7 separate regions of the Mus musculus genome follow, and all the other regions are linked to region 1. The links are chromatin contacts, called in public Hi-C, Micro-C and promoter capture Hi-C maps. All regions are on one chromosome and are shown on one strand. The core of a region is the stretch at or near the end of the contact, and the rest is flanking DNA. Distances in the headings are between cores, read along the strand shown. Region 1 holds the start of Ppp4r4 (protein phosphatase 4, regulatory subunit 4). Region 2 holds the start of Gsc (goosecoid homeobox). Region 3 overlaps Serpina3n (serine (or cysteine) peptidase inhibitor, clade A, member 3N). Region 4 holds the start of Gon7 (GON7 subunit of KEOPS complex). Region 5 holds the start of Serpina3i (serine (or cysteine) peptidase inhibitor, clade A, member 3I). Region 6 holds the start of Btbd7 (BTB (POZ) domain containing 7). Region 7 has its middle 21 kb from the start of Serpina12.

The links. Promoter capture Hi-C pulls out the DNA fragments that hold promoters and counts their contacts. A called contact is a pair of places that touch in the nucleus more often than the background predicts.
Region 2: a contact with region 1 is called in a Micro-C map of embryonic stem cells, with 4 times the contacts expected there. The contact joins the promoter of Gsc here to the promoter of Ppp4r4 in region 1. A contact is called at or near these places in 2 of 39 promoter capture datasets (hippocampal neurons and liver), 2 of 484 Hi-C or Micro-C datasets (both in embryonic stem cells) and 1 of 115 datasets of contacts at active chromatin or transcription factors (stem cell-derived neural progenitor cells).
Region 3: a contact with region 1 is called in a promoter capture Hi-C map of second pharyngeal arch cranial neural crest, with 5 times the contacts expected there. The contact joins the enhancer-like site here to the promoter of Ppp4r4 in region 1. A contact is called at or near these places in 18 of 39 promoter capture datasets (the 3T3-L1 cell line, 3T3-L1-derived adipocytes, the C10 cell line and 11 more), 1 of 15 datasets of contacts at CTCF or cohesin (pro-B cells), 10 of 484 Hi-C or Micro-C datasets (the 3T3-L1 cell line, the G1E-ER4 cell line, the HL-1 cell line and 7 more) and 1 of 115 datasets of contacts at active chromatin or transcription factors (astrocytes).
Region 4: a promoter capture Hi-C map of pre-B cells shows a contact between it and region 1, with 3 times the contacts expected there. The contact joins the promoter of Gon7 here to the promoter of Ppp4r4 in region 1. A contact is called at or near these places in 1 of 39 promoter capture datasets (pre-B cells) and 1 of 484 Hi-C or Micro-C datasets (muscle stem cells).
Region 5: a contact with region 1 is called in a promoter capture Hi-C map of embryonic stem cells, with 4 times the contacts expected there. The contact joins the promoter of Serpina3i here to the promoter of Ppp4r4 in region 1. A contact is called at or near these places in 2 of 39 promoter capture datasets (the 3T3-L1 cell line and embryonic stem cells).
Region 6: a contact with region 1 is called in a promoter capture Hi-C map of pre-B cells, with 5 times the contacts expected there. The contact joins the promoter of Btbd7 here to the promoter of Ppp4r4 in region 1. A contact is called at or near these places in 1 of 39 promoter capture datasets (pre-B cells) and 2 of 484 Hi-C or Micro-C datasets (embryonic stem cells and pre-megakaryocyte-erythroid progenitors).
Region 7: a contact with region 1 is called in a Hi-C map of adipose-derived mesenchymal stem cells, with 2.8 times the contacts expected there. The contact joins the enhancer-like site here to the promoter of Ppp4r4 in region 1. A contact is called at or near these places in 4 of 484 Hi-C or Micro-C datasets (the HL-1 cell line, adipose-derived mesenchymal stem cells, cerebral cortex and 1 more).

Annotation. Positions count from the first base shown.
Region 1 is chr12:103,530,540-103,534,463 of GRCm38.p6, forward strand. It overlaps Ppp4r4 (protein phosphatase 4, regulatory subunit 4), which reads left to right and starts at 2,026. Exons shown (of 25, transcript NM_028980.3): 1 at 2,026-2,203; 2 at 3,532-3,605. The coding sequence starts at 2,081.
Region 2 is chr12:104,471,518-104,475,441 of GRCm38.p6, forward strand. It overlaps Gsc (goosecoid homeobox), which reads right to left and starts at 1,719. Exons shown (of 3, transcript NM_010351.1): 1 at 1,244-1,719; 2 at 476-735; 3 at 1-129. The coding sequence starts at 1,598. Gm10000 (a long non-coding RNA gene) reads left to right here and starts at 2,013. Exons shown (of 6, transcript XR_381874.2): 1 at 2,013-3,065.
Region 3 is chr12:104,413,858-104,417,781 of GRCm38.p6, forward strand. Serpina3n (serine (or cysteine) peptidase inhibitor, clade A, member 3N) reads left to right here. Exons shown (of 5, transcript NM_009252.2): 5 at 1-472. Among named protein-coding and RNA genes, the nearest start is that of Gm24334, 3.6 kb to the right of the region's middle. Within about 2 kb of position 1,849, at least 100 of the 459 cell types and tissues checked have an H3K27ac peak or open chromatin away from gene starts, as enhancers often do. A contact at or near this core is called in the HL-1 cell line, palatal mesenchyme and uterus, where this site is marked.
Region 4 is chr12:102,756,084-102,760,007 of GRCm38.p6, forward strand. Gon7 (GON7 subunit of KEOPS complex) reads right to left here and starts at 1,727. Exons shown (of 2, transcript NM_001142938.1): 1 at 1,458-1,727. The coding sequence starts at 1,662. Gm20604 (predicted gene 20604) reads right to left here and starts at 1,727. Exons shown (of 2, transcript NM_001142939.1): 1 at 1,458-1,727. The coding sequence starts at 1,662. Ubr7 (ubiquitin protein ligase E3 component n-recognin 7 (putative)) reads left to right here and starts at 1,892. Exons shown (of 11, transcript NM_025666.2): 1 at 1,892-2,095. The coding sequence starts at 1,946.
Region 5 is chr12:104,261,099-104,265,022 of GRCm38.p6, forward strand. Serpina3i (serine (or cysteine) peptidase inhibitor, clade A, member 3I) reads left to right here and starts at 2,024. Exons shown (of 6, transcript NM_001199940.1): 1 at 2,024-2,116; 2 at 3,204-3,337.
Region 6 is chr12:102,876,601-102,880,524 of GRCm38.p6, forward strand. It overlaps Btbd7 (BTB (POZ) domain containing 7), which reads right to left and starts at 1,842. Exons shown (of 11, transcript NM_001377026.1): 1 at 1,616-1,842.
Region 7 is chr12:104,063,014-104,066,937 of GRCm38.p6, forward strand. No RefSeq gene overlaps it. Among named protein-coding and RNA genes, the nearest start is that of Serpina12, 21 kb to the left of the region's middle. Within about 2 kb of position 2,163, at least 103 of the 459 cell types and tissues checked have an H3K27ac peak or open chromatin away from gene starts, as enhancers often do. A contact at or near this core is called in the HL-1 cell line and adipose-derived mesenchymal stem cells, where this site is marked.

The DNA of each region.
Region 1 (3,924 bases), core at 776-3,275:
TACTCCTCTCCCTTCTGTCCCTCTGTGTATGTCCCTGTGTGTGTGTGTGTGTGTGTGTGTGTGTGTGTGTGTGTGTGTATGTGTGTGTGTGTGTGTATACAAGCAATTGAAAGGAAAGGCCATGACTGCTACTAAGTATGGTGGAAGAGAAAGTTTATGCTAGATCTGTAGCAGAGCATAGCCAGAGGCAGGGACCTCTGGGAGAATCCAGAGTGAACATGACCAGATGGAGCTGTGCCATGTGAGCAGGGGGAAGGGCTGGGAGAAGGGGCAGAGGGAACCAGGTGCAGCGGCCAGGTCAAAGGTACAAATAGGGCGAGTAACCAAGATGTCTGGGTTATATGGGGAAGAGCCTCTGGGGGGAAGGGCAGGCAGCCCCTGGGCTGGGGAGTTCAGGGTAGAGGGCAGAGTGTGCTAGCCATACCCTCTAACAGGCAGGGAATGAGGGATGCTAGGAGAACCTGGAGACCAGGTCCGATTGGATGTATCAAATAGGCACCTTGGCCCTTTGTCCTGGCTTTGAGAGCTAATGGTTTGTTTCATGAAGAAGCCAGAGGAAGCTATCCAGTGTCTTGCCCTGCTTTTCTCCGTCATGGTAGGGTCTCTCATGGAAGTGGAAGGCAGATTGCAAGCTCTTGGGGTCCTTTTGTCTTCAGCCCCCACGTGTGGGGGTTACAGGCTCATGCTGGCTTTTTAAAAATTATTATTATTAAATGTGGGTGCTAGGATCTGAATTCATTTCTTTAGAACTGCCCAGCAAGTGTTCTTACTCTTTGAGACATCATGTGTGTGGTGTGTGTGTGTGCATGCCTGTAAGATGGAGTGAGTGTGGAGGTCATTGGACAACTTGTAAGACTCAGTCCCTTCTTTCACTGTGTCCAATGGATGGAACTGAGTGTCAGGTGTGGCACTTTTACCTATGTAAATGGCTGTGCACGTCTGCGTATTGTCAGGCGGTCAAAAGAGGGCCCTGGAATTGGACTTTCAGGGGTTTACTAGTCCCTACAGTAGCGCTAGGTATAGAAACTGTGTCTTCTGGAAGAGGAGCCAGTGTTTTTAACAACTGGGTCATCTCTCCAACCCTTCCCTGTCTTATTTTGACTAGAACCAAATGTAAGCGAGTTGAATCAATGTGCTCCCCTAGAGCAAGAGCAAGGTAGTGCTCCACCGAGGTCTTACACATCTCTTTCTACCCACTGTGCTAAGCACTACCTCCCAGTTCTCTAAGAAGAGCTGCACTCATCATGGCCCAAGTTTTATCCGAAAGGGCTGGCTGTAACCTCTCTTAGTAAATCCTTATTGATTTTTCAGGATTCAGTATAGGTCTTTTTTTTTTTTTTTTTTTTTTTTAAAGAAGGCATTTTGGGACATTTTCCTTCTTCCAACGTCAGGACTGCAGAACTGTATTCGCATATACCTGTCTCCTATCCTCAGGCACACACTAGGCACTAAACCAGCTTGATTTGGCCACTCGAGGGTCCCTAGGCCGGGAGTTGAGTTAGCAGGGGCTTGTCTACACCAGAAGCAGGCCAGCAGAGCAGCCACCAAATAACCAGAAAGTCACTCTCACAGGTGCAGAGGAGCCCAGCACACTGCACACTTCCCCCGCTTCACTCTCATTGGCTCAGCCTGCCCGCGCCCATTTCCCGCCCCCGGCCCGCCTCCTGGCCGCCTGGGGACGCGGAGAGCTCTGCGCACGCGCCGAGGGGCGGGGCTCGCCCCATAAGGGTGGGGCGGGGGCCCAGGGAGCCGGACCAGGGAGCGTCGTTGCGCGGCAGTTGCGTCCTACCTCGCGCGCAGACCCCGGGCGGGGGCGGGGCCGAGGCGGCCGCTGAGGCGGCTCCCTGTTCTGGTCCCGCCCCCTCCACCCGCCCCGCCCCCTCCACCCGCCCCGCCCCCTCGGTGCGCTGCTCTCCGGCTCCCGCCGCGCTCGTGTTCTCGTCGCCTGCGGCCTCTTGCTCTGCTTCCCCGCGGCCGAGAGCGGGACCAGAGAGTCCTTCTGGTGGGCGGCGCGGGGCTGCGCGCGTCCGGCATCCCGGGGCCGCTCGGGCGGGCCGGCGAGGGAGCCCCTCGGCGGTCCATGCATCCGCCGCCGCCCGACGCCGGCGTCGCGATGGATTTCGGGCAGAACAGCCTGTTTGGCTACATGGAGGACCTGCAGGAGCTCACCATCATCGAGAGGCCGGTCCGCCGGAGCCTCAAGGTGCGCGGGACCGAGAGACGCTCCCCTCAGGGCTGCCCGCCGTCCGACTGCCCCTCGGCGCTCCAGCGCCAGTCGCCCTGTCACCGCAGCCGCTTCAGAGCTTCATTCCCTGCCGCAGCCAAGGGTCGGCCTGTCCCTGACCCCTGACTGGAACCAGTCCCTTACCCTGGCTAGAGCTAGCCCTGCCTCCTGACTGAGGCTAGTCCCTTCCTCTGACTGGAGCCGGCTGGGTCCCTTGACTACGGCCAGCCCAGTCTCCGAACTGAAATCAACCTGCCCCTGACTAACTGGAATCAGCCGGGCCCCCCCGACTTGGTCCCCCGACTGCGGCCAGCCCTGCGCCCCACCCGGCTCCGGCCTCCCCCAGGAACGGCCAAGCCGCTGTTCTCGGGGCCAGCCTCCGCAGCCAGCTCCTCAGCCCGTGGTGCTGTCCCAGGTTCTGGTCGCTGGCCCATCCTGGGTTTCACACAGCCCTAGTTCCATCTCTCGCCCGGACGTCTCAGGTCCCATCCTTTCACGGTCCTACCCCCACCTCTGCATAAGATCAAGCTTGGGTCTCCCCGTGCAGCATGGCCTCCTTCACCTTCCAAGGAGAGGCACCCTTCCCAGAGTCGCCCTAGTTTAGGGTTTGAAAGCTTCTCCTCAACCCTTGCCTCCCATCCTGAGTCACCATGCATCCTTTTCCTCCCAGGTCCTCCAGGACTGTAGGCGGGACCCTGCTCCCCAGCCCCCTTGAGGGGAGTCAACCTTCTGTTTCCCCCCCTACCTCGCTCCCCAACCCCGCAGAGTCATCTTTCCAGCCTTGTGGGGTTTCAACCCTCATCCTCACAGATGACAAACCTAGTTTATGGGCCCCTTCCCTACCCTTCTTGCCAGTTCTTCATTACCTTTCTAGAGCCTTTGATTTTCTTTCCGTCTGAGTTCATTCGGTTCCCAACAGGAGCTACAAAGCTTGTCCTTTCTGTTTTATTCAACTCCCCTTTAAAGCATTTCCCAGTGTGGAAAATGTTGTAGCGGCTTGGGGTACTGCGTTGAAGACAAAAAAATATGTGAATATATAGGTAAATATGTTCACATGTGGTATGTATGTGTAATGAAGTTGATTCCATTGAGGTCCTACAGTCTATAAGGCAGAAGAGTACAGATAGTCCCCCCTCTCAGCACTCAACTGGAGATCTGTGTTTAATATGGTGTAGAACAATCCTCAGATTCCAGATTAGTTGTCATTGCTATAATTGTGAATTTTTACCAATAGGGTCTTCAAGGGTCTTTGGGAGCCAACAGTGACCAAATGTTTGTGTGCCTAATTTGCATTTTATCCTTGACAGACACCAGAAGAAATAGAAAGACTGACTGTTGATGAAGATCTCAGTGATATTGACAGGGCTGTTTATCTGCTCAGGTAGGTCTCACTCTTTCTTGCAAATTGCTGCCCTTTGCCTGTTGGGCAAACATGAGCTGTTTCTGAAATGTCATGTCTCAGTTGCTGAGGGTGTTCAGACGGACTGTTCCCCTTGAACAGGGTACTTTTTTGCATGCATCACAATTATGTTATGAATTATGTTAGGTTTGGGCTTATGGATCTGAGAACTGGAATCAAATAACATATCTAATTTAAAGAACACTGCCTGGAGGAGGAACTGCAGAGCAGCTAATGGTTTGAATTGAATCACATCCTTTTGAAATTACTTTCCAAGTATGCTCATGCACGAGTCAGTAAG
Region 2 (3,924 bases), core at 469-2,968, 940 kb after region 1:
ACCTTCCTCTTCCCTCTTCTCCGGCGAGGCTTTTGAGGACGTCTTGTTCCACTTCTCGGCGTTTTCTGACTCCTCCGAGGAGGATCGCTTCTGTCGTCTCCACTTGGCTCGGCGGTTCTTAAACCAGACCTGTTGCGCAACCAAACAGTGGTGACCTAAAGGCTGCTGCCCACCGACACCAGGGCACCGGGTGGCCCCGCGTGGCCAGGGGACAGCCTGACCGTGGAACCTTAGCCTGGCAGGGAGAAATCCGCAGGCAATCGCTGTGCTCAAGACCAACAAAAGGAGAAGCACCCTCCACGCTTCCTCTTTTCCTTCTTGGGCCTAAAGTACCCTCGGGCAGCCTCCAGGCCACAGCCTCTGGGATGCTCTTAGAGTGGCCACATCCCAAAGGAGGACCCGGCAAAAGCCGCGTGCAGGGAAGGACCGCTAGACGCCCCCACCCCAGCCCACCCCCGCTGGGGCTCTTGCCTACCTCCACCTTCTCCTCCCGAAGGTGCACCTTCCTGGCCAGCTGCTCCCGAGTGCCCACGTCTGGGTACTTCGTCTCCTGGAAGAGGTTCTCCAGGGCTTCGAGCTGCTCATCGGTGAAGATGGTGCGGTGCCGCCGCTTCCGCCGACAGTGCAGCTGGTTGAGCAGCTGCAGCTCAGTGCGCGACAGCGTGCCCACGTTCATGTAGGGCAGCATCTGGTGCGGCACCGGAGACACCAGTACAGAACCGGGGCCCTCGTAGCCTGCGACAGAGAGAGGGACGGGAGTCAGTCATCCTCCCTCGGCACCGTAAGCCAACCCGCTCGCTGCCCTCGCTCACTTAAAAATAAAAAAAGTCTGCAAGGGGCGCTATGTCTTTGGGGGGCACCGAGACCAGGGATGCCCAGACGTGGAAGGAGCGTCTGCCTGCACACATCCAAAAGCCAGTTCAGGCACTTTAGAATCTCCCCGCGTCCTCACTTCATTCCCGCGCGCGCGTGGAGTCGCCCCGAGACTCCCGGTGACTCGGCTTTTTAAACTCTAACCTAAAGTTTACAGTAGACGTATGCAAAGTCCCCGTACCCGGTGACCCAAAAATATATTAATTAATTAAAAGTAAAAGATAAATAAATAAATGGGAGAACGGGGAAGGCTTGCAAAGGGAGAAAGTTGGTGCCAGGTGAGTAAAGCAAGCAAACCGCGCGTCCATGCCCCGGCAGCCACCGACTGCCGCAGTGGCGAAGGCCGGCTCGCGAGCGATCGCGACCCTACCTGGGGGCGTCGGGACGCAGGAGCACTGCTGGGCGCCCAGCGGCGGCACAGCCCCGCAGCAAGCCGGGCCCACGGGCGCCGCCTGCACGTGCAGCTGCCCGTAGAAGTAGCTGTTGTAGCCCAGGCGGGAGCTGCCGACCGCGGCCGGGAGGCCCGCGCCTCCGGGGGCCACAGGGCGCGGGTAGAAGGCGCCGTAGTCCGAGGAGGTGCCGCCGCCGGCGCCGTAGAGCGAGTCCCCGTGTAGAGCCGGGAAGACCACCGGAGCCGCGGCGCTGGGCGCCACCGGGAGCACCGCGTCTTTGCAGCGCGGCCGGGCGGCCAGGATGTTGTCGATGCTGAACATGCTGGCGGGCATCCCCGAGCCCCGCGTCGGGACCGGGGGGCGGCGGGGACGCGCCGAAGAAGAAGAAGTCTCCAAGTGGTGTTGTTTGGGGTGGGGGTTGGGAATTGTCCCACTCTCTGCTCCCGCGGGCGAGCAAACCGAAAGAGAGCGCGGGCGAGCGCGCAACTCGCGCCCCTCCCCGCCCCCTGCGTCCGAACTCCCTCCTCCCGCCCTCTCCTCCCCTCGCCGCCGCCTAGCTGAACTCAACCCGCGGGTAGGACGCAGCTCCGACCGGCTCAACCTCTTGTTGGTTTTATACTGAGTCGACGTCATCCTGGATTTAGTTCCTGGTAATATGCAGATGACAAACAGAACCAGATTTGGTCCTTTTCTTTTCCTTTGGGTGGTGTGGAATGGGGAGGTGGGGGTGGGCGGGGGGCGCTTGCAGGGGAGGGGGAGAGATGCCAAGAGGAGGGGGGCCACAGGGCCTGAAAAAGATTGTGGATTGAGAATTAATGAAATTAACCTAATCTTTTCCATTCGGCAGCCCCGGCGCGGCCCCGGCCTTGCTGGGCGGGCGGCCTAATTGCCCAGGTTAATCTTATTAATACTATTGTCCTGCCGCCGTTAACAACTCCGCCGCCGACCTCTCCGCCCCGACCCTTTTCTCTCTATTATGGGGTGCGATTTCCTATGGTTGTAGCTCAAATTCATTGTGGCTAATTTTACTTTAGGACTACTTTTTACTCTCTTTCGGAATCTGTTTGCTTTTAAGAAATGAGGGTGGCTGTGTCCTCCCTCAACTAAGACTGAAAGTGCCCCCCCCCCGCAGCCAACCCCCTACCCCGTGAACTCACTGCCTAATTTCACTTCTCCACCCCCCCCTCCGTCTCTTTCCCAAAATCTTTTGTTTTTGCGAAAGCCAAATTTTCTCAGAGCAAAAACCATGAAAGTAGAAACGCGTCCGCCTTCGTACAAGTTGTCTTTTTTCTTCTTCTTCTTCTTAAAGCGGTCACTCTGGGTCTGAAAACTACCCTGACTCTCCCTAGCTCCTAACACACCAGTGAAGAGCAAATTCAGCCAGTCTTTAAAATTCACCACCCAGAGGAGCGCTCTGAAGCGATGCTTCCAGAGGCTTCCCGCGTGGGTGCCGATAGGTTCTGTGTATTTTTGATTATTAGTCTGGGAGAAGGGGTGCCTTCCCCCCCCCCAAAAAAAATTTTTTTGGCTTTAATTCTCGTGGGATCTACCGGGACTGCCTGTCTCCTTTCTCAACATATTGAGTGGCGTCCCTCTCTCAATCAGCGAGCTCTCCGAAAGGCCTCTAGCTGTCCTTCCAGGCCCGCGCTGGCCTCCGGGGGACCCCAGCGGCCTGGACAAAAGTCGGGCCACTGCGGGCGGCCGTGATGATTTGCGGGATTCTCCGTGAGGCACGGCCGAACCGCGGGAGGCGCAGCCAGCCTAGATCTGCGCGCTGGCGGCTGGGCGACCTGCGGGAAGGTAGGCGACCCTCTGGGCAGAACGAAAACAGAGGCCCAAAGTCGTGCGTCCCGGTGCCAGCCCGGGAATTGCACCGCCATCGCGCAGGCCACTCTCCAGCTACTCCAGGAGAGACCTGGGTAGAGGACTTCCATACCATTTGTGGAGATTCCTCTCTCACTGATAAGTCTGAGATAACTTCAACGCTGTCTAAAGCCGTACAATAAATGCTAAGTCCTCCCTGGCACTGGAGGAGATCCTGGGACCTCTCCTTATTGCTCTTCCTGGGTTAGAGAATCATTGCGGTAAGTTTGGTCCCGCCTGGGCGCAGAACTAGGCAGTGCGTGGGAGCAGCCACCCGGAACTTAGGAAAGCGTGTACCTCCGTGCCCTCCAGCCCACCCACGCATGGCCTAGGACACTTGATTTGCTTACGTTGCAAATTGGGGGTGGTGGTAAGGATTGGATAGAGACCGGCTTCAGTTGGGGAGGTGACAGTTTCTTGTTTTTGTTTTAAGAGAAACAAAGTCTTCTCGGGAACGCTTCAGAAAGGCCAAGCCCACCTAGAGAAGTGACCTTTTTCCATTACAATGACTTTACTGTCACCAGGTTCCAGGACACACCTGCTGCCCTCCAACATTTTCCCACGTTCGGTTCTAAAGGGAGATAAATTGATTGACAAGAACTGGAGGCTGCAGTGACTTCGCTGTGTTCGTTTGTGTTGGTGGTTGTGAGTGGATAAGGCGCATGCAGGGGCAGGTCTCTTATATGACCTTTACAGGGGTACAGGCAGAAACAGGAGAGCCTGGGGTAGATTCCTGAACCCCTGAAACTTCTGAAAGGGGACTCAGATCCAGACCCGACAGGTACTCAGCCTCAGA
Region 3 (3,924 bases), core at 599-3,098, 880 kb after region 1:
TCTCCCTGTATCTGCCTCCACCCAAAAGCCTGGGCCCCATCAAGTAAGCTCAGTCCCAGTTTAGACTCTGGTTATGTCTCCCTTCAGCCTTGCTGTCTTGATGGGACTGTGCAACCTTACAGGCCAACCCATATGGACCAAGAGGAAAGCTTGCTGCCCCGTGTCTATCTGCAGCATCTAGGACTACTTGGTGCCCAGTCTGCCTCACTCTTTCACTTCTCCAGGCTTTGCCTCCAGCACTGCCCCCCTGCAGGATCTCCTCACTTTGTCCACATCTGGCACAGAGTTAGAGCCCTCACTTCTGCAGCTGCATGGGGCCTGTGGGTCAGAGCAGCTCCTTTCCCCTGGCACTCCTACTTAGAACAAAGTAGCCTTTCTTTTAGTTCCCAGCTGACCAACCTCACACAAAAGAGGAACACCACCAACCAGAATAAAGAGGTAGGAGCAAAAGATCAATAAACATATAACTGCATTGAATGTAGCAGTGTTCTCTTGTTGGCAAGGGGTAGCCTCTAATGACAACAGGCACATAGAGATTGTCACTCACACTCTGTGACTCCTGGGATGGCCCTCTGGCCTCTGTGCTATTATGAGTCCCTTTATGGATGAGGAAACTGAGGCACAGAGAAGCTTAGCCATTTCCCCCGACACACAGCTAAGTTATTATGGTATTCCAAGTTTGCTGACGCCTCAGACACAGCCAACCTTCACCAAGCTGAGAAGTCTGTTGTTCCTAAGGCTTGACAGTGGTGGTGAACAGGTGGGTGATAAAACAAGACTCTGGATGCTTTCAAGACGGCACAAGGGGCCTGGGACCAGGATGTGAGCTCTGTTCTAAGGTCTAAGTATTTCTGCTCAGATGGAAGGTATCCTGGGACAGAGGCCAAGGTGCTTTCGTGTGGGCTGCTGGGTGGTGTCCAAGGAGAATCCTGGGAGCCTGGAAACAGCCAGAGGCCTGCAGGCAGAGGGAAAGCTGTCCAGGTTGGGATACATTTGAGTCTCAAGGGACCTAAGAACACACACTGACAGGTGGACCTGTGGTCAGCAGAGAATCACACTCATACACACACACACACACACACACACACACACACACACACACACACACATGATCCCTTCCCTGGCCAGCACTGAGATGCTACACCATTAAGACCTTGGATTGAGATAAGAATGGGGGCCTCTATTGAAAGCAGCCCAGTATCCCAACCATTACAATGTGCCTAAGTGTCAGTTGAGACCTTAAACTGACCACCACATGCACTCCATGGGTACTGACATGATCCAGCTATATCCCTCCATCCTTTCTGCTCTCAGACCAGGTGTCTAAGGAGCCTGGTGCTGAATGCATCTAATGCTGCCTGTGAGATGAGCTGGGTCTGGAACCTGTGGCCAAAGTCTGAATCTACCTCTCATGCGAGTCTAAAACCTAGATATTAGGGTGTACTTCTCCTCATTCCCTAGGGGCAGAGTGGTCCCCTGTCTCTTGGCCAGTAAATTGCCTTGGTGATGAACCCTCTACAGCACTGTCCTTCTAGGTGATGTGTGGTTGTCACAGCCTAGGAGAGCTAGAATTCCAAGCCTTCCTATGCAGCAGTAGGAATTGGAGAATGGTGCATCGTCCTTGGAGAGGTTGATGCAGCAATCTCACTCTAGGCAGGTACTCAGAGGAACAGGAAGCAAGGACATGGCAGGCACTGCAGCCAGCGTCCACCATGCTTCTCATAGCTGGCAAAGGGCTTGTGAATCAAGGGTCCCCCAACAGATGCATGAATGAGCAGAGTTTGCTCAGGCCACACACTATTACTACATTAGACAAATGAGGGCGGTGCCATTTCCTACACTCTGTGTGTGAGCCTGCCAATATGCTCACAGGGAAAGAAGCCAGACACAGTAGGGCCTGTGTGATGTGAGTCACAGACATGTGATATCCAGAACAGGAGGATTCGTGAGTATAAAGGATGTTCTAACGGTTGTCAGGAGCTAAGGGGAGGAGGGAGGGGATGACTCATCAATGGGCATGCAATCTGTTGAGCAGTGACTAACATAGCTTAAAACTAGACACTGGAAAACCTTCCTAGGCAGGAATGAAATGTGAGACCTGAGGGAGGTTCTCTGAGCTTTAAGGATGTGAAAGGGCTGGGCAGCAGAGGAAAGGCCCAGCTGCAGGGGAACTTTTGTCAAAGATGGAGTCGCAGACACCAGGCTCTGCCCAGAGTCTGTGGGGGTGGGGAGTAGAGCTCCTCTCTGTCACCTCCAGGCCTGCTGAGGAGGACTTGGCCAGCTGCAATCCCTCCTTGCCACTTCCCTGGCTTTGTCCTTTCACAGCGAGGAGAAATAGAAGCACATTTTAGTATCCTTTGGAACATTCCACCTTCTGGGGCCAAGGAGGAAAAATCTGACAGGGAGTTTAAGGTCAGTAGGGCAACCTAGTGAGGCGCTGCAGCAAAACAAAAATGTAAGAAGAGGGTTGTGCACACGTGTACACACATACACATTCACAAACACACAGACACACATTACACACCTGCTCAGGAATGACTCAGTGCTAGGGCATTTTCTATGTACCAGGTTCTGAGTTCAAATTCCAGTGTTCTCCCCAAAAGAAAAACCCATCTATGAAGACTGTGGATGTAATTAGTGACAGTTTTACTGTGGTCCAGGGTCACCATTTTGGCTTTTCTGTCACTGACAAGCAGCTTGAGGGATTTTATTGTTTGAGGAAAGGGCTGTGTATAGACACCTAACCCACCCAGCTCCCTTCATCTGACAGCTGTGCCACACTGAGAGCTCCCAGAACTATATGGGGGAGAAGAGGAAAAAAATTCTTGTTTGTTTGTTTGTTTGTTTGTTTGTTTGTTTGGATTTTGGGAACCTTTTGTTGTTGTTGGTGGTGGTGGTGGTTGTTGTTGTTGTTGTTGTTGTTGTTGTTGTTGTTGTTGTTTGAGACATGGTTTCTCTGCATAACTCTGGCTGTCCTGGAACTCACTCTGTAAACCAGGCTGGCTTCAAAGAGATGCCTCTGCCTCTGCCTCTGCCTCTGCCTCTGCCTCTGCCTCTGCCTCTGCCTCTGCCTCTGCCTCTGCCTCTGCCTCTGCCTCTGCCTCTGCCTCTGCCTCTGCCTCTGCCTCTGCCTCTGCCTCTGCCTCTGCCTCTGCCTCTGCCTCTGCCTCTGCCTCTGCCTCTGCCTCTGCCTCTGCCTCTGCCTCTGCCTCTGCCTCTGCCTCTGCCACGAGACTTGGGATTAAAGGCATATACCATCATTGATCAGCTTTGAGAAATTCTTAAAAAACAAGAATATGTAGCATTCTCTTCAACACCTTCCAGAGGGGTAAAGAGGTAGAAAGACATCGTTTTATATGAGAGGCAACAACTGTGCATATGTACATATCATGCAATGTACATGTGTACATATTATATGTCATATGCACATATCACATCATATGAGGCAAATAAAATGATAGCAAGATGGTGGGGAAAGACACATGGCTCTCAGATTTTTCTCTGCACTTAGTCAGCCAGGGCACTTTTGCTCCATCCCTGCCCCAAGTCAGCTGAGGAAGGACCAGGGATGCGGTTGCTAAGGTTTATCCTTTTCCTCAAAGTACATAGTCACTTTTCTGCATCTGAGTGTCAAGTCCTACTGACTGGTCCTTTTCCATCATTAGGTTGATATGTAACCTTTATTATAGTGTTAAAAGCACCAGAGATGGCACGGGTGAGCAGATGGGACATATTTTTAACAGTCACAGAGTTGCACAGAGACAAGAGCCGGGACTCAGGCAGCTCTGTCCCAGGTTGACCACAGAATTTCTGATGTCATGGACTTTTGTCCCAATGGTGGCTCTCCCAGGCCTGCTCTGCCCTGCCACAAACGTCTCTGTGAGCACCATAGAGTTTGCCTTCAGCCACTATAGGAAGTTGGTT
Region 4 (3,924 bases), core at 477-2,976, 770 kb before region 1:
CAGTCAGTGCTCTTAACTGCTGAGCCATCTCACCAGCCCCTTATTGTTCCTTTTAATGACAGCCAATAACTATATTATAAAGAATACGGAAGTTTAATCTCCTCTGCAGAAGAATTGACTCCTTAGCTCAGAACAATGAAACATCTATCTTGGTGTTCAATTCAAGATTAGAAATAAATGTAACAACAGTGGAGTGTGGTGGCATATTTCTTTAATTCCAGCACTGCTGAGGCAGAGTCTGGCAGGTCTCTGCAAATCCAAAGCGAGGCTGGTTTAACCGTTACATGGTGACAATGTCTACAAAATAATTTTATTCCTATTAACAGAGCTAGGGCTGGAGAGATGGCTCCGTGGTTAAGAGCACCACCTACTTTTCCCCTGCATGTACGAGGCACCCTCTTGACTATCTGTAACTCTGGTTCCAGGGGATTTGATGCCCTCTTCTGGCCTCCGAAGGCACTGCACATAAGAGGTGTACAGACAAGCATGCAGGTAAACATCCATCTTTAAAAGCAAACAAACCCCAAGCCACCAAAATTAACAGTTAATTTCTACAACAGGAGAGGGGGTGAGAGAAAGTAAGAGGACGGGAAGGGCTGTAGTGCTTTCGGACATTATATAGCCCTTAAACTCTGGCAGCACAAGATGGCAACGTAAACATTCCATCAAGGAAGGGGGGGGCTCATGAGGCGCCACCCCTCTCAGAGGAGCGGTTGGCGGTTAATGGGGGGCGGGGGAGTCATTGTTTTTCTTCAGTGGTCTAGTCACTGCTGTGTTGCCCTAGTTCCAGTAAATATCATACAAATATCCTTAAATAAATCCAGTGACAAAAAAAGGCCGGAAAGAAAGGCGAGGAGCCCTGTCGAGAAGGGTTCAGCGGGGGATAGAGACCATGACCTGAATGCATTAATACATGAATGAAACGATCAATTAATTTAAGAATACCAAAAAGCTAAACTAAAAAGAACTCTTTTACTTTCGAAACAATAGCTACAAAACTGAGAGGGTTAAGATTCCCTAAAACAAAGTGGGCCTCGGTCATTCGAAGCTCTCCTCATTCTGTCAAACACGTTTTCTCGTTTCTAATTTCACTCCTTTCCGTTTTTCAACAACCAGGTCTACCTTCCCGCCCTTTCGGGTCTTCGTGCCAGCTAGCAATGGTTACAGACCGCCACTTTCTCTGCCTATCTTAATCCTTTGCGTTCTTTGCAAGGGAGTCAAGCTGACTTCGTCCGTTGACCAGTCCCTAGTCCAACGCTCGCCACGGTTTTTTTTTTTTTTTTTGGTGGGAAAAGTCGCAAAAACGGGGGGCGGTGGGATATCAGACAAAGAGGGCAGCGAGTTCTAAGGATTTTTAGAAGCGATTGCTCCTCTTCTCCGGGGCTCGCCTTCTCTAGCCTGCCCTTCACACTGCCCGGTCCCGCCAGTGTCCCCCGGCGCCCCGCCCCCGCGCTCACCATCCAAAGCGTCGTCCGGATCTTCCGCCAAGCCTTGCGCGTCCTGCTCCACTAGGGTCCCGAAGAACTCCGCTACCAACTCCTTCATCCGGACCACGCCCGCCGACAGGCTCTGGAGAGGGTCCGCGTCTCCCGACGCCTCACAGGACACTCGTAGCCGCTGCGGCTCCCCGTCACAACCGACGTACTCGCCCGAAAGCTCCATGGCGACCACTCAGCTTCAACAGCGCGCCTCGGAGAAACGCCACCCGGAAGCGGAAGCCAGCCTGCGGCCGGGGCGGGCGGGAGAGGCGAGGAGGAGGAGGAATGACTTCCGATTTCCCGAAATTGGCCCGCCCATTTTCTTCCGTGTCCTTCCTTAGGATTGGCTGTCTGGTGCTCGGGCTCCGCCTCCTCACGGGGCCCCGCCTTCTCGCGACGCCCCTGGCGGCGGCCACTTTTCCCGCCTCCTCCTGGGCCCACGCAGCGGAGCCCGGTGACAGTTGAGGATGGCCGGAGCCGAGAGCCCCACCGAGTGCCAGGCGGAGCTGGAGCCCGTGGTGTCGCTGGTGGACGTGCTCGAGGAAGACGAGGAGTTGGAGAATGAGGCGTGCGCCGTCCTGGGCGGCAGCGACTCGGAGAAGTGCTCCTACTCGCAGGTGCGCGCGGCCCGGCTGCTCCCGCCGTCCTGTCTGTTTCCCGCTGGCCGCGGCCGGGCCCACTCACGGCGGCCCTTTACTCTGTGCTTCTACAGCCCCGGCCCGGCTGCCATTTCATCCTCAGCTTGTCGCCACCAGGGCTGTCCCTCGGTTCCGCTGATGGTACACTGCAGGCTCCGGTCCTCCAGTTGTCGCCTCTTGGTGGCCTGCTTTTCACGAGGTTGTTCTCGTGATCTCTCAAACCCAGATATTCTTCGCTCCACTTCTCCCACCGCCCAAGAATCTTAATTAGGGACCAGATGGGGAAAAGTAAAGGGAAAGTGGGCCGGCTTTGAAAATCTTCCGGTGAGGTTCGGCTTCCGGACACTCCTGTAGTCTAGTTTAACTGCTAGCTGCCCCCACCTCACCCCCTTTCTGGTTAAATGAAGTTTCGTGTGTATGTGCTATGTGACATCCCCTCTCTCTGGGGACTGGAAAGCCAAGAGGAGAAAAGGATCTGTTTGGCATTTGTGGGACCTTTTGAACGAGAGAGTTTGAGGGGCTGAGATGTAGTGTTTAGTGACGCATACTGTACATTTAAGTACTAACGTGGAAAAGGGTGGGTAGGAAGGAAACTTAACAACAAGGATGAGAATTGGTGGAAGGAAACAGGCTAACTATGCCCATGGGTGGAGTGGGAGACTGGGGTAGGAGTGAAGGGACTTGGAGTTATGGTGTGGCGTGGACTGAAGTCATAATACTAGTTGTCTTCGTTGACCAAGTTGGGTTTGCACTGTAAAATTGTTGAATAAATCTTGTATCCCAGAAGTAGTCACAGCATGGTCGCTGGTATTTAAATTTGGAGGATCATTGTTAGGTTTCAAACCCTGGACTCTGCTGTTGTGCCTATTTAACATATCAAAGCCGATGGTGGCCTCCTGGTTCTCCCTGCCCTTCTGTCCCTTCCGGGACTCTCCTGGCAGACATACCCAATCCACTTTCCCAGACTTCTCCAGCCCAGGAGCCGGGCTACCCTTCCCCCAGCTTCCCTTCCCTAAATAATGCAGCCGTTTTGTTTATGCAGCTCTCTTGGGTCTCCTGGCTGTAGCACCTGGCTCCCCATCCCTATCCCCTACCCTTCCTTGCTCTTCTCCCAGGGCCCAGTTCAGAATCTTTAGCCTCTGGACTCTCCTAAAAGTCCTTGCCTCCGAGCTCTTCCTTTTATAGTAAACTTTTTCCTTCAACCTCCCAAGGAACAGGCATGTCCTTTCCTTTTTATTTCTCTTTTTCATTGTGACCATTAAACCACACACCCACCCCTTCATTGGAAGAAAGAAAGAAAGATCCTAAGTCTGTATGTAAGCTCTTTATTAATATACTTATTTTTATACAATACTAACTAAAATTGGGGGTAGGATCTTATGTCCCTCAGATCTGCCTTGAATTTTTGACTATCTTCACTTCCCAAGTGCTGCTGGTATTACAAGTGTGTACCACCATGCTTGGCTTAAAGTCTTGTTTCTGGTGAATTTTGTTTTTGTTTTTTGAGACAGTCAGATTGAGTGGTTCTAATTGGTCTGAAACTCACTATGTAGGCCAGGCTAACCTTGAACTCACAAGGATCCACCTCCCTCCCAAGTGCTAGGATTAAAGGCCTGGTCCTAAGTTTTTGTTTTTAAATAGTCATATCTCTATATAAGTATATCAATAATAATAATTATTTTCTTTTAGTTTTTTTGAGACGGAGTTTCTCTATGTAGCACTGGCTGTCCTGGAACTTAGAAATATGCCTCCCTCTGCCTCTCAAATGCTGGGATTAAAAGTGTGTACCACCACTACCACCTGGCAGT
Region 5 (3,924 bases), core at 774-3,273, 730 kb after region 1:
GAAGGAAATCAGGGAGGAAGGCAAACAAGGCAGAATCCTGGAGGCAGGAGCCTGTGCAGGACCATGCAGAGCTGCTGCTTACTGCCTTGCTTCACATGGCTTCCTCTGCCTCCTTCCTTACAGGACCCCGGCTCATTAGTCCAGGGAATCCACCACGCACAATGGGCTGGGCACACTCTATAAATCACTAAAAAAAATGCTCTGCAGACTGAGACACAGGTTCAAATGTCAACTGAGATACCTTCCTGTCAGATGACCACACTTTGTTTCAAGTTAATGTGAACCTAGCCAGCACTGTGGAAGGGAAAGAGCTGGAACAACCAACTCTAAAATTTGATGTTGAATGTTGTAGATAACTGGAGCCAGCAGAATTCAGCAGAAACACCCAGGAGTCTCAAAAGTGACACTTCAGTTAGGGTGGATAGGACCCTGTGAAAGTGCCCAGTGTTCTTTCCCTGGTTTCAGAACAAAATGTAAGCAAAGAATGTGAAGAAATTAAAGTCTGTGGGTAGGAAGGAGATCTTATTGGGAATCACATTGGCAAGGTTCTCTCTCTCTCTCTCCCTCTCCCTCTCTCTCTCTCTCTCTCTCTCTGTCTCTCTCTCCCTCTCTCCCTCCCTCTCTCTCTCTCTCTCTCTCTCTCTCTCTCATGCCTGCAGGCAGAGAGAAGAAGCAACATCTGAAAGAAGAAAAAAGATTTGAAATGACAGCAGTGTAGGGTGCTTTGAGATGATTCAGGCTATCTGCGTGGAATAGGAACTAGGTCCCTTGCCTGAAGTAGCTGATATTTATGGCAATGTTAACGTTCCTCCTGGTGAACAAGAATACACCATTGGCCATCTTCTTTCCTGGTGTGTGTAGAGCCAACTTGAGGCTTTCCTTAGGCATCAGGAATCCTCCCTGTTAGGACCTGCACTTCCATTTTGGGGACTGCAGCTTTGGACCAAACACATGCTGGTGAATCCCTCACCCCACTGTTAACAAAAAATCCACAGCTCTCATCCTAAAAAGAGTAAGGGATACTTCATTCTAGAGCCAGTTTGCATGACAGTTGTCAGAGAACACAGATTTCCATCACCCAAATTCCATGTTCAATGAGGAATCACTTCTACAAAATCATTATGACTTTACAAAAGAAAGAAAGCCACAAACCTGGGCAAGTTTAAGAGGCATGGGTGGATACCTGAGAGTCAATTGCATCAGCATGGGGAAAGCTTCTCTCTAGACTCAAGTCATCATCTGCTTCCATGCTGCTCCTGGGTTGCAGCTAGCTGGTTGCTAAGTTAATAGATCCTATTGTCACAGGTGTCATTTCTGACACACAGGCAGGTAATGCATGGGTGTTCCATAGAGGTAGAACTTATCACAAGATAAGGTGATAATGAGCCTCTGTCAGGACCTGCCATGCTCCAATCTCTCTACAGAACTGAAACTGTCAACAGCCAGTCAGTCTCTGCAGACAAAGACACCTTTCAGATTTCCTCCACTGCCAGACACAGGCAGCTTCCCTTCAGATGTCAGATAGCCAAACAGTGCAAAGCATGTCTCTGTTTTTTATGTACCCATTCTAGCATGACAGGACACTTATATAGAAGCAGGCTAAAGCCTGTCAACATTGAGGAATGTGTTTATTAATGTGCAAGCTTCCCTATAAAAATGTGCTAGCATGGACACAGAATGGTTTTCTTTTTGAAGTGAATTAGAAACACCAGACAAGTGTTAGCTTTATATCTCCTGGGGAAATGTGGTCTGTGTTTGTGCTCTGTCTTTTTGCCTTCACTACACATCCTTATTCCACAGTCTCCTTTGAACAGTTATAGGCATGGTAGCCACACTAGTTCACCCATTGGTTTGTATTTAGAACAGTAAGGGGTTTTCCCAGCAGGGAATGGCTCTGCAAGATAAAACCTGTAAGTGCTTGTTCCCAGAAATCACCCAGTCTGTCCTTTTCCCATCAGAGCCCAGAGCACAGCTTGTATTCATCAGCATTTCCTAAGAAGTGGGAGGAGTCCTTGGTGGGGGCATGCAGTGGAGAGAACAACAGACCAGGAAGGCAGCAACTCTGACCACCAGGAGCCAGCTATCACAGACACTGGCAGCTGGCTCAGCTCTGCAGGTAAGGCCCTGATACCTTCTCTCTGGGGACAGAAGAAGGCTTCACAGGCTGTGTGGTATTGTCTATGACCAAGGGTTTTGGTTTGGGGAGGGTGAGGATTTTTATCTGGGGCATGAGTTTGGACTCCAGGAACATTTCTGCAGTGCCTGAACATCTTCACTCTTATCTGGGTCTTCATGGCTATGGAAGTTGCTGGTGCCATGAGCTATGCCCTGGAAAGCAAATGGAGCCTGCTCCTTCTGACCCTCCACAGGTCCATACTGAGACCTTGCTAATGCAGGTGCTGATGTAGAAGCCAGGAGGGGACAGGATTGTTAGAGTCCATTTGCAGAGTCAGCACCACTGCCATGCTCCCACCAGACTGCAGAGGCCTTAGGTTCAGGGACCCCACTCCCCTTGTAAATTCCATGGAGCAGAAAGTAGGGCCACACTCTGTCCTAGACAGGGGGATAAGACAACTGCTCAGCTACTGACTCATTTCACTGCTCCACCAACAGAGTAGCCTGTGTTCTGTGGAAATAACCTTGAAATCAAGTATTATCTGATGCTTTTCCAAAGAAATGGTTGCCTCAGTCTGACACAGTGAAGGTGGCTGAAAACCCTGGCTCCTCAGCAGGCATGCCAGTGCCTGGGGACATGAGGAAAAGCCCAAACACCTTTCTCCCCTACTGTCCATTTTCCTAACTCTCCCAGTCTCTTCTCCACCCCATCTTCCCCTTGGCTCCTTCATCCTATCCCCTCAGCCTCCCATCCACCAGCCCATCTGTCTTCCACTTCCACATTCTTTCTTTTCCTTTCCCATTGTCCTCTTTCCTGTCCACTCCTCTCTCTCCCCCTCCCCCTTCCACCCTATGGCATCTGCATTTCCTCTGACCTCTCCTACAATCTGTGCAGAAGCTGAAAAGGAGCCCTGTCTTTAAAAAGATCACAAGCCATCAGTTGTAGTCTTTCATGGTGCCTGCAACTCCCAGGACATGTGTGTATGGAGGAGATGGCCCTTTGGACATTTATCACATTCACTCCCATGTTGAAGATACTATATAATATAGATATTATTACTAATTATGTAACCTGTGCCTTTTGACAGGTTGCCCAGAGATGTCTACTCATCGGATTGCTACTACACAGAAATCCTCAAAGCAAGAATAAAATATGATCCCGGAGGGATAGATTTAGGCTCTACTCAGTTTTCGTCCCATCAGAAAGCCTTTTTGAGCTAAGGTATAAACTACCAGGTGGTACCTTGGTAGGAGTAAAAGAACCTTCCACGATTGGTCCTTCTAATTGGCACCTGTTCTCAGAGGTTCCAAGGCTCTGACACTGAGGCAGAAATCTTCAGTCCTTCCTGTCAATTGACATCCGAATTCCCAGAAACACGCACTGGATCCAGCTCAGTGCAATGACATTTTTTGGACAGGTTGCCTATAGGTTGGGGTGGGTCCTGTCCTACCTAACTGGCCTGAGATTCCTTCCCTGAGTCCAGACTAAAGGGGGGTGCTGAGGTGTTGGCACACAATTGCAATGGAAGATGGTTTCTGCCTCCCAGTGAATCCTTATGCCAATCTAAAAACGTGAGAGGAGACTTTAATATAACACAGGCTGGTGCACAGCCCCACATTTTTCTCTTCCTTTCATGGTGACCCTGGCAGTCTCTTCATTTCTCTGGATAATGGTTCTCTATTAGGAACGTGTTTACAGTAACAGAGTTCCTACACTGGTAAAGGAAGCAGGGCACATGCTACTGCCATTAGAGAGGCCAGAGCATCTTCTATGAAGGTTACAGAGGCAACCAAGTATAAAACAGGCCA
Region 6 (3,924 bases), core at 592-3,091, 650 kb before region 1:
TAAATCTTAAGGTTAGAGCCAGATACAAAGAACTTGAGACGCTAATCTTAATCATGTTGGGACAGAGAACACTAATAGGAGTTAGGTTTTACAGAACTACAGAAAGAACGAACCCACGCAAGAATGAGCCAGGCTATAATTTGATGAAAATATAGTTATGGACCTAAGAAAACTTCAAGTGAAATGTTACTAAATTTTATTAAATATGGTGTTGGGTGGGCTGGCCTCTTTAGCAGCTATTTTGAGGTAGCTGCGAGGGTCACAGAGAGATACTCGTTTCTGTGTTCAACTTTACTGTGCAACGGCCTAGGGATTGAGCTGAGCAGCGGTGGTGAAAGCTACCCACAAACAGTAGTGCTGGAGTGGAGTGAAAAGAGCTCTTCCTCACCTGCAGAAGCCGAGATCCTAGTTTAGGTCTCACCCCTCCCCAGCTACATGACCCACAGAATCGCACCTTTCCGCGTCCAATTCCCCCACTTTAGAACACGCCCAATCTCTAAAGGTGTTCCTGACTCCAAAATTCCAAGACCAGTCGAATCACAGCTGCTATGAAGAATGTACGGTTCATATAACTTCAAGTCTTTCTTCCAGACTTACAAAGAAGACAATGTGAGTAATGGGTGAGCCATAGACGCTACGCAGAGACAAAAGATAACGTCTGCTGGAAAAGCTAATTTATCTGCAAAAAACGCTTCTTCCTTGCTCCGTCACTGTAAGAAGCTTGAGCCGAGGGGCCAGTGCCCTGGGCCAGAGAACCGAGACTGCTCTGCAAATTCGGCCTACTCCAGAGTACTTATTATGTGTGCTGGTATGGGAGAGGCGCTGTGGTGGTTCAAAGCGGATACAACACTCCTCGGAGTTTCTCCGAAGACGGCGAGAAAGTTCTCACCCTGGAGTGTGAGCGAGAGCGAGAGTGTGAGTGCGTGGAAGGGAGAAACAGCAGAGCAGGAGGGAAGGTAGGCACGCCTTTCGCCAAGTCCTCCCGGGAGCTAAGCTAGCTTAGCCTCCGCGGCTCCAGCCGAAGCTCCGCTCCGTATTGTCTCCCCCACCTACCTGTCAAAGCTCAACGCCAGTCTCGGTCCTCCCAGAGCACTCACTCCGGGACGCTTTCACTTCGCCCGCGGGGAGTGGTCCTCCCCAGGCCTGCTCCCCCCTCCCCCCCAAGCTCCGGCCCTCCCCAGCGGCCTCACGCCCACCCCGCAGCCCGTAAACAGGAGTCCGCGCCGGGTGTGGGTTCCCGAGCGCAGGGTGCGGCGGGTCCCGCCCCTCGCAGCCCGGCGCTAGGGGCTCGTCCCGGCGGCCACCCGGGCGGGGGTGGGGGAGCCGCGCGCCCTCCGGCCCTGAGCGCCGCGCCTCGGTCACGGCCCGCTCGGCGGCGCGCTGTCCGGCCCGCCCCTCAGGGCGCGGGGACCGGGAGGCCCCCGTCCCGCGCCGCCGCCGGCGCGCTGGGCCCTAGACGGCCGAGCTGGCCAGCGCCTCGGCAACCCCGCGGCGTCCGGGCCTCGGCCGAGGCGCCACCACGCCCAACCACCGCCCCTGCCGGCAGCCGGACGTCCCGGGCCGCGCGGGGCCGGCGAGACGGCTCCTCAAGCCTCGGACACCGAGGGACACTCACCTCGGAGGCTCCTCCCGCCGCGACTGCTGCTGGGACCGCTGCCGTCGCCTCCGCCGCCGCCGCCCCCAGCGCCGTCGTCCGCACTGGCGCCAGCCCCCGCGGCCATTCTCCTCCAGCCGCCGCCGCCGCCCTCCCCTCTCCTGTCAGTGGCTTAGGCTCCGGGACCACTCCAGGTTCCCCCCGTCGCCATTTTGACTCCGACAGGGAGCAGGAGGGGCTCGCCTCGCGCGGCCCTGGCGCGCCTGCGCCGCTCTGCGGAGCCGGACGGCCCCGCCCGCCCCCGCTGTCGGCTCGCCCACGTCACGTGACCCGACGTCGGCGCGCCGGCTTGGGGAGGAGGGGCAGGCTAGGGAGGCGCGTTCCCAGGGGCTCAGGCCAAGAGGCGAGTGCGCGCGCATTCTTCTGGCTCTGCCTGCCCGAGGGAGGTGCGAAGGGGCGCGGGGTACTTGTTGCAGCATCCTGCACAGCTCCGGGAATTGTAGCTTGTTATTCTTTGTATCTAAATGGAATAATCATCGCTATGCAGGGGAAGGCCAGTTCCACTGTTTCGTTTCCTCTGGGCAGCCGCCACCCACCGGGTGTTGGCATAAAATGCTTGCCTCAAAAAGAACTGCGATCCGGAGGAAAATTCCTTCCTGGCCGACTTTGCGTTTCTGTGGCTTCTTTTTTGTTAAGAATTTCTAAAACTATTTTGTCTTCTTGGTACTTTTATATGTAGTACTTTGCTAGTTACCTAGTATTTGAGAAAAAAAAGATACTGAAAAGTTTCAGTAACAAAGAACTAGGCTGATGGAATTCACAGTGCCCCCCATGGGAGAGCCAGATCTCTTCCATAAACAGCCCTTGTTTGTGATTTTGCCATAATTACAGCGAGGCAGTAACAAAAACGGCTTACATTTATGGAGTGCCCTACAGTTTTCAAAACACAGTTAAATACATGGTTTCTGTCTGGATGCCAAAACTGCCCTTTGAGGTAGCTGGGACCCGCGTTATTATCACTGTTTTACAGCTAGGGAAGCGGGCAAGCCAAGCCAAGAATCCAGGCAGTGTCCTTCAGGAATTTGCGTTTTCCGTCTTTCCCTAGTCTTTCCTGTTACATTTCTTTTTTTGATAGTGTTAGATTAATTTTTTATGTGTATGAATGTTTTGCCTGAATGTATGTGCGCCACATGGGTGCCCACAGATCCCCTGAACTAGAGTCACAGATGGTGGTATAGTCACCATGTGGGTGCTGGGAATCGAGCCCAGGCCCTCTGCAAAAGCAACAGGTGCTTTAAATCACTGTTCCATGTTTTGGGCCTCTTTATGGTCATTTTAAAAAGGACTTCTGAATAAAAAGCTCCTGTCCTTAGTTCCTCAATAAATTAACTCGATTTAACCTAATCAATTAAAGATTTAACCAGCCCTTAACACTTATTTACTTTCTCAATGGATTGGGGTATGGGAGGGGAAAAGTATTTGTATTGAGACCCATATGTAGCCTAGGCTAAACTTTGGCTTGCTGAAATTGACCTTGAACTGTTCCTAGTTCCACCTAAAGCACTGGGATTACAAGGGTGTGTATCATCAGGCCCATCAATCCACTTTGCTTGATGACCGACTTCGTTCAGTTGACTGTGTGCAACATTGCTGATATATGGGTCATGATAGTCAAGTTAGAGCTTGTGGAACTTGGTCCAATAAATGTACCCTTTTCCACTTCTCTGGGAGATGGATTTGAAATTTGCTTTTGAGGTTCCATGCCCTTGGCTCTCTATGAATAAAAACTGTGTTTTGCAAGTCTGTTTTTTTTCTTCTTCTTCTTTTTTCCTGGTTGGTGGTATGTTGTATACAGGTTTAGATAAGTTTCAAAGGATAGAAGCAATGAAATTTTGTCATGGGTTTGGCTTCTGTAGGTTTTTTTTTTTTTTTCCTGTTTTGTGGTAAAAAGGGTTCCAGCCCCTTCTTTTTCTTTTCTTTTCTTTTCTTTTCTTTTCTTTTTTCTTTTCTTTTCTTTTTTTCTTTTCTTTTCCTTCCCTTTCTTCTTTCCTTCCTTCCTTCCTTCCTTTCTCTCTCTCTCTCTCTCTCTTCTTTCTTTTTTGTTTAATTGAATATGTGGGGGGTGTGTGTGTGTGTGTGTGTGTGTGTGTGGTTGTGCAGGACAGAGGACAAACTCAGGAGTCAGTCTTACCCTTTCCCTTTGAGGTAAGTCACTTTTTATTTCTGTCCAGCTGGCCTGTGAGCTCTCTGTCTCCCATCTCTCCGAAGTAGCACCGAGATTATAGATGAAGAGACTGTGTGCAGCTTTCCACGGGTTCTGGAGGTCTCAT
Region 7 (3,924 bases), core at 913-3,412, 530 kb after region 1:
ACTTGGAGGAATCATCCTGAGTGCAGACAGGGGAGTCTGGCAAAGTGTCTCTGAGGAGTGATATGATCTGAGTGCTGATAGCCGAGGAGAGGCAGCCGTGAGGGAACTGCTTGCCTAGCTGTCACACAGCTATCTCACCAAAGATTCTGAGTCCCAAGCAGCTCTGCGTGGCTTCCCTAGGAATTAAGGAATTGGCTAGGAATTAAGTACTATTTGTTGCTCCCATTCCTTATGGACCACCCATTGCTTATGTTCATTATTTCAGTGATGTCACCACTGTCCACACGCCACTCCACCCAGACCCTTGACAGTCACCCTAATGCTCCCAGAAGGGCCTGATGTCACCAACTTTCTGGGGCAGCCACACCTCCAAGCCCATTACTGGGCCTTATTTTGGCCAGGCCCTCAGCAGGCATTGTAACACTCACCCAATGAGTAGTCCTTGCCCAGACAGAGTCTCTCTCCTGTCTAAGCCCTCTCTCAGTGCCAAACTCACCTGTCTCCTAAACTCCTCTCATCTGTAGTATGTGGCTTCGAGGCATCTGACAAAGCACAGCACTGGGTGTTGCAGTGTCACTGTCACCAACATGTCATCGTTCTGGCAAGGAGAAGTGACCACCAGGCCATTGCCAGGCTGTGCTTCCTCAGCTGGTGCTGGTGGCCCGTCATCCTTCATCCCTCCAACCTCTGCCTCCACCACCCTATAGCTGTCTTCTCTGAGTTCAAGGTCCCCTTTCTGGAAGGACAATAGCCATATTATCTAGCCATACTAGATTAGGCTCCATCTTATCACCTTGTGATAATTTTCCTGTGCAAAGACAATATTTCAAAATAGGATCCCATCCTGAGGGGCTGGTATATAGGTTAAGACTTCAGCATACCTCGTGTGTGTGTGCGTGTGTGTGTGTGTGTGTGTGCGTGTGCGTGTGTGTAGGGGGTTGCATATCTCCCTCCTAAGACCTACCATGCCTTTACATTCACCTTAATCATATCTCAGTATTCTATTCTTCCAAAGAGCCATCTCCTCTCTGTCCTCATATCTTCAGCAACCACTTAGAATGAAAACGTGGCTCCTGAGAGGGAGCTCATCTCATAAGACTCCTAAGAGTCGCAGGTCCTTACCTAAGCAATGAAGGCAGCAAAGAATGAGTGGGTAGGAGATGCTCCTTAGTGGGGCTGCCTACAAGTTGGACAGGAAGTCCAGGGATGTGTCTTCATAAGTTGTCATCCATACTGGGGTGAGCTTTTTGCTGGTACAGCTGGCTCTAGTCAGACCTGGAGACCCTTGAGGAGCAGAAGAAGGGAATTCAGCCAGGGAAAAAAATCTGGGAGATCCAGTTCCCAAAAGGGCCAGGGTTGGGATCTTGGCTAGGAATTAAGTACTATTTTGTTGCTATTGTTCTTTGATGCAGGGTTTGTTGTGAAGCCCAGGCTGGCCTGGAACTCTCTATGCTCCTGTCTTGGCTTCCAAGTGGAGAACCTGCCAGTGTGTGCTCCGATGGTCACTCAGCACTGTTGAGAATGTTAATTTTGTGTGTGGTGTACATTATAAGCACTCTTCTGAGGTTTTAAATGAGCAAATATTGTCAAAAGTAAGCCAGTCAGCCATTTGATTGACAGCTGATAGACCCTTCCCAGCTTGCAGCTGTTCTCACTGGGGATGGGAGGAGCTATGTTTTTCCTCTCCAATGACTCAGCAGAAAGCCTGTGATTGGCACTGATGAGAAACTCGACAGTGCATATCATCTAAGCTGCGGTTGAATTGGAAGCTATGTGCCAGGGATCCACACGCCCTTTTCTGGCTCTGCATGCAGACTGGTTTTCAGTAGTTGAGGGTCAATATGAGAGGTTTCTTTTCAGTGGCTGTTCCCTGGTGTGGTAGCGTTGGGTCTCAAATAAAGGTTTCTCTACACATCTTTTACTGTCGGCTTGCAGTCTTCATCACAGCCAAGTGGGCTGGGCTGCTTCATGAAGAGCAAAGCCTTCTGGGAAGTTGACCAACAGAGCAGCAGGGAGAAGGCAATTGAAGAGTCAGCAACTGTGCAGTTGCGACCAAGACGCTTCAGAAGATGAAGCTGTGGGAACCACCAATAGTTAGTTAAGGGCTCAGAATCCTGACAGGCAAGGCTCAGGCTAGCACTAGTTCCTTGGGGATGAGTCACTAACACTAACCCTCTGACACGAGTGCCTCTTCTGTCTGGATACATACACTACCAGATTGGGGCTGTGATTCACAATGACTCTTTGTTGCAACATTTTTCTCTAGAAAACTTAAGCCCAAACAAAGCTTGTTTTTATCCAGTGAAGAATGTAACAGAAGGCAGCCCGAGCTACCACTGACAAGATTCTCTCAGCTTCAGAGATCCAGAGAGTGAACCAAACCTCAGAGATGCTGGCCTTCAGTCACTGGCTGGCAGAAGCCCCCCTGCCCCATAGTTCCTACCATGGCCATCCTAGCCAGCAGCCACAGAAGGGCTCTCAGCATTGAACTCTGGAGCAGCTGGGCCTGAGGACCCTGAGAGTGAAAGAAACCAGACTTTGCCAGCCATAGCCATGATCGGCTATAGCCCATGGTGACACTGGACCAGGTCTATGGGTTGATTAAGAACATGTGCAGGTTTTGGTGTGCTTTCTCTCTCCATTTCCAGGTCTGACAGCTCTCTACTGATTGCCCCTCTTCTATGCATAATTTGCATGTACTCATGTACACACACACACATGTATAAATGTACGAGAGAGGGGGAGGGGGAGGGGAAGGAGAAGGGGAGTGGAAGGGGAAGGAGGAGGGGGAGGGAGAGAGAGAGGGAGAGAGGAAGAGGGGGAGAGGGAGAGAGGGGGAGGGGAAAGAGGGGGCGAGAGGGAGAGGGGGAGAGAGGGAGAAGGGGAGAGGGAAGGGGAGTAGGGGAGAGAGGGAGAGGGGGAGAGAGGGAGAAGGGGAGGGGGAAAGGGGAGAGGGAGAATCAGTTAAGGCCCAGCTGACTCTGTATAACTGGGTATATGTGTGATTGGAGTCTGGCTCCAGTCAGACTGAGGCTAAGGCCTAGCCAACAGGGATCTTCGGAAGCGGAAACCTAAAGACTTGAAAAGCATAGTAAAAGAAGAAGGAGGAGAGAAAGAAGGGAGCCCTCAAGCCCCCACGGAAACAACCAGACCTGCCGCTCTAGCATTCAGGACCTGGCAGGGGTGGGAGACCCCGCTTCTTTCTGCAGGGACCCATTCTGTACAGGATTGATCTGCCTGAGGCTTACCCAGGAGGCCAGCCAAGAGTTTCAGAATGAGAGCATTTGCCCACAGGGTTTGGCGAGTACTTTGTGCCCGCTCTCGCCTTCTGTGGCGATCTATACTTTTATGTTTACATAGCTTCATAGATTCGCCTTCTGTGGTGATTCAAAAAGGCAGTGTTTGTCATTGTCTCTGGCCGCTGAACACTCAGTTTCCAGTAGGTGGCGCTGTTTGTTGGGGGTTTGATGAAGCAGCCATGCTGGAAGTCTGTCTCTGAGGGAGGCTTCTCTCCAATCCCAGGTCACTTTCTTTGCGTCATGCTTGTGGTTGAAGGTATAATCTATCAGTTTCCTGTTCCTGCTGCCACACTTCCCTGCCATAATGAACCCTTATGCCCCTGGAACCTTAAGCCAACATAAATTCCTTCTTATGTAAAATGTCTTGGTTATGGAATTTTATTATGGCATCAGAAAAATACTGAATATCCCCTTGCTGATTTTGTCTTTACTATCTATTCACTTTATTCTCAGAGGGAGGGTAAAATCACACTCAAGCTAAGGATTGACCATCTCATCGGGGACTGTCTGCTACTCCAGCAACTGTGCCTCTCTTAGAAACCCCCCCCCCACACACACACACACACACAGAGAGAGAGAGAGAGAGAGAGAGAGAGAGAGAGAGAGAGAGAGAGAGAGAGAGAGC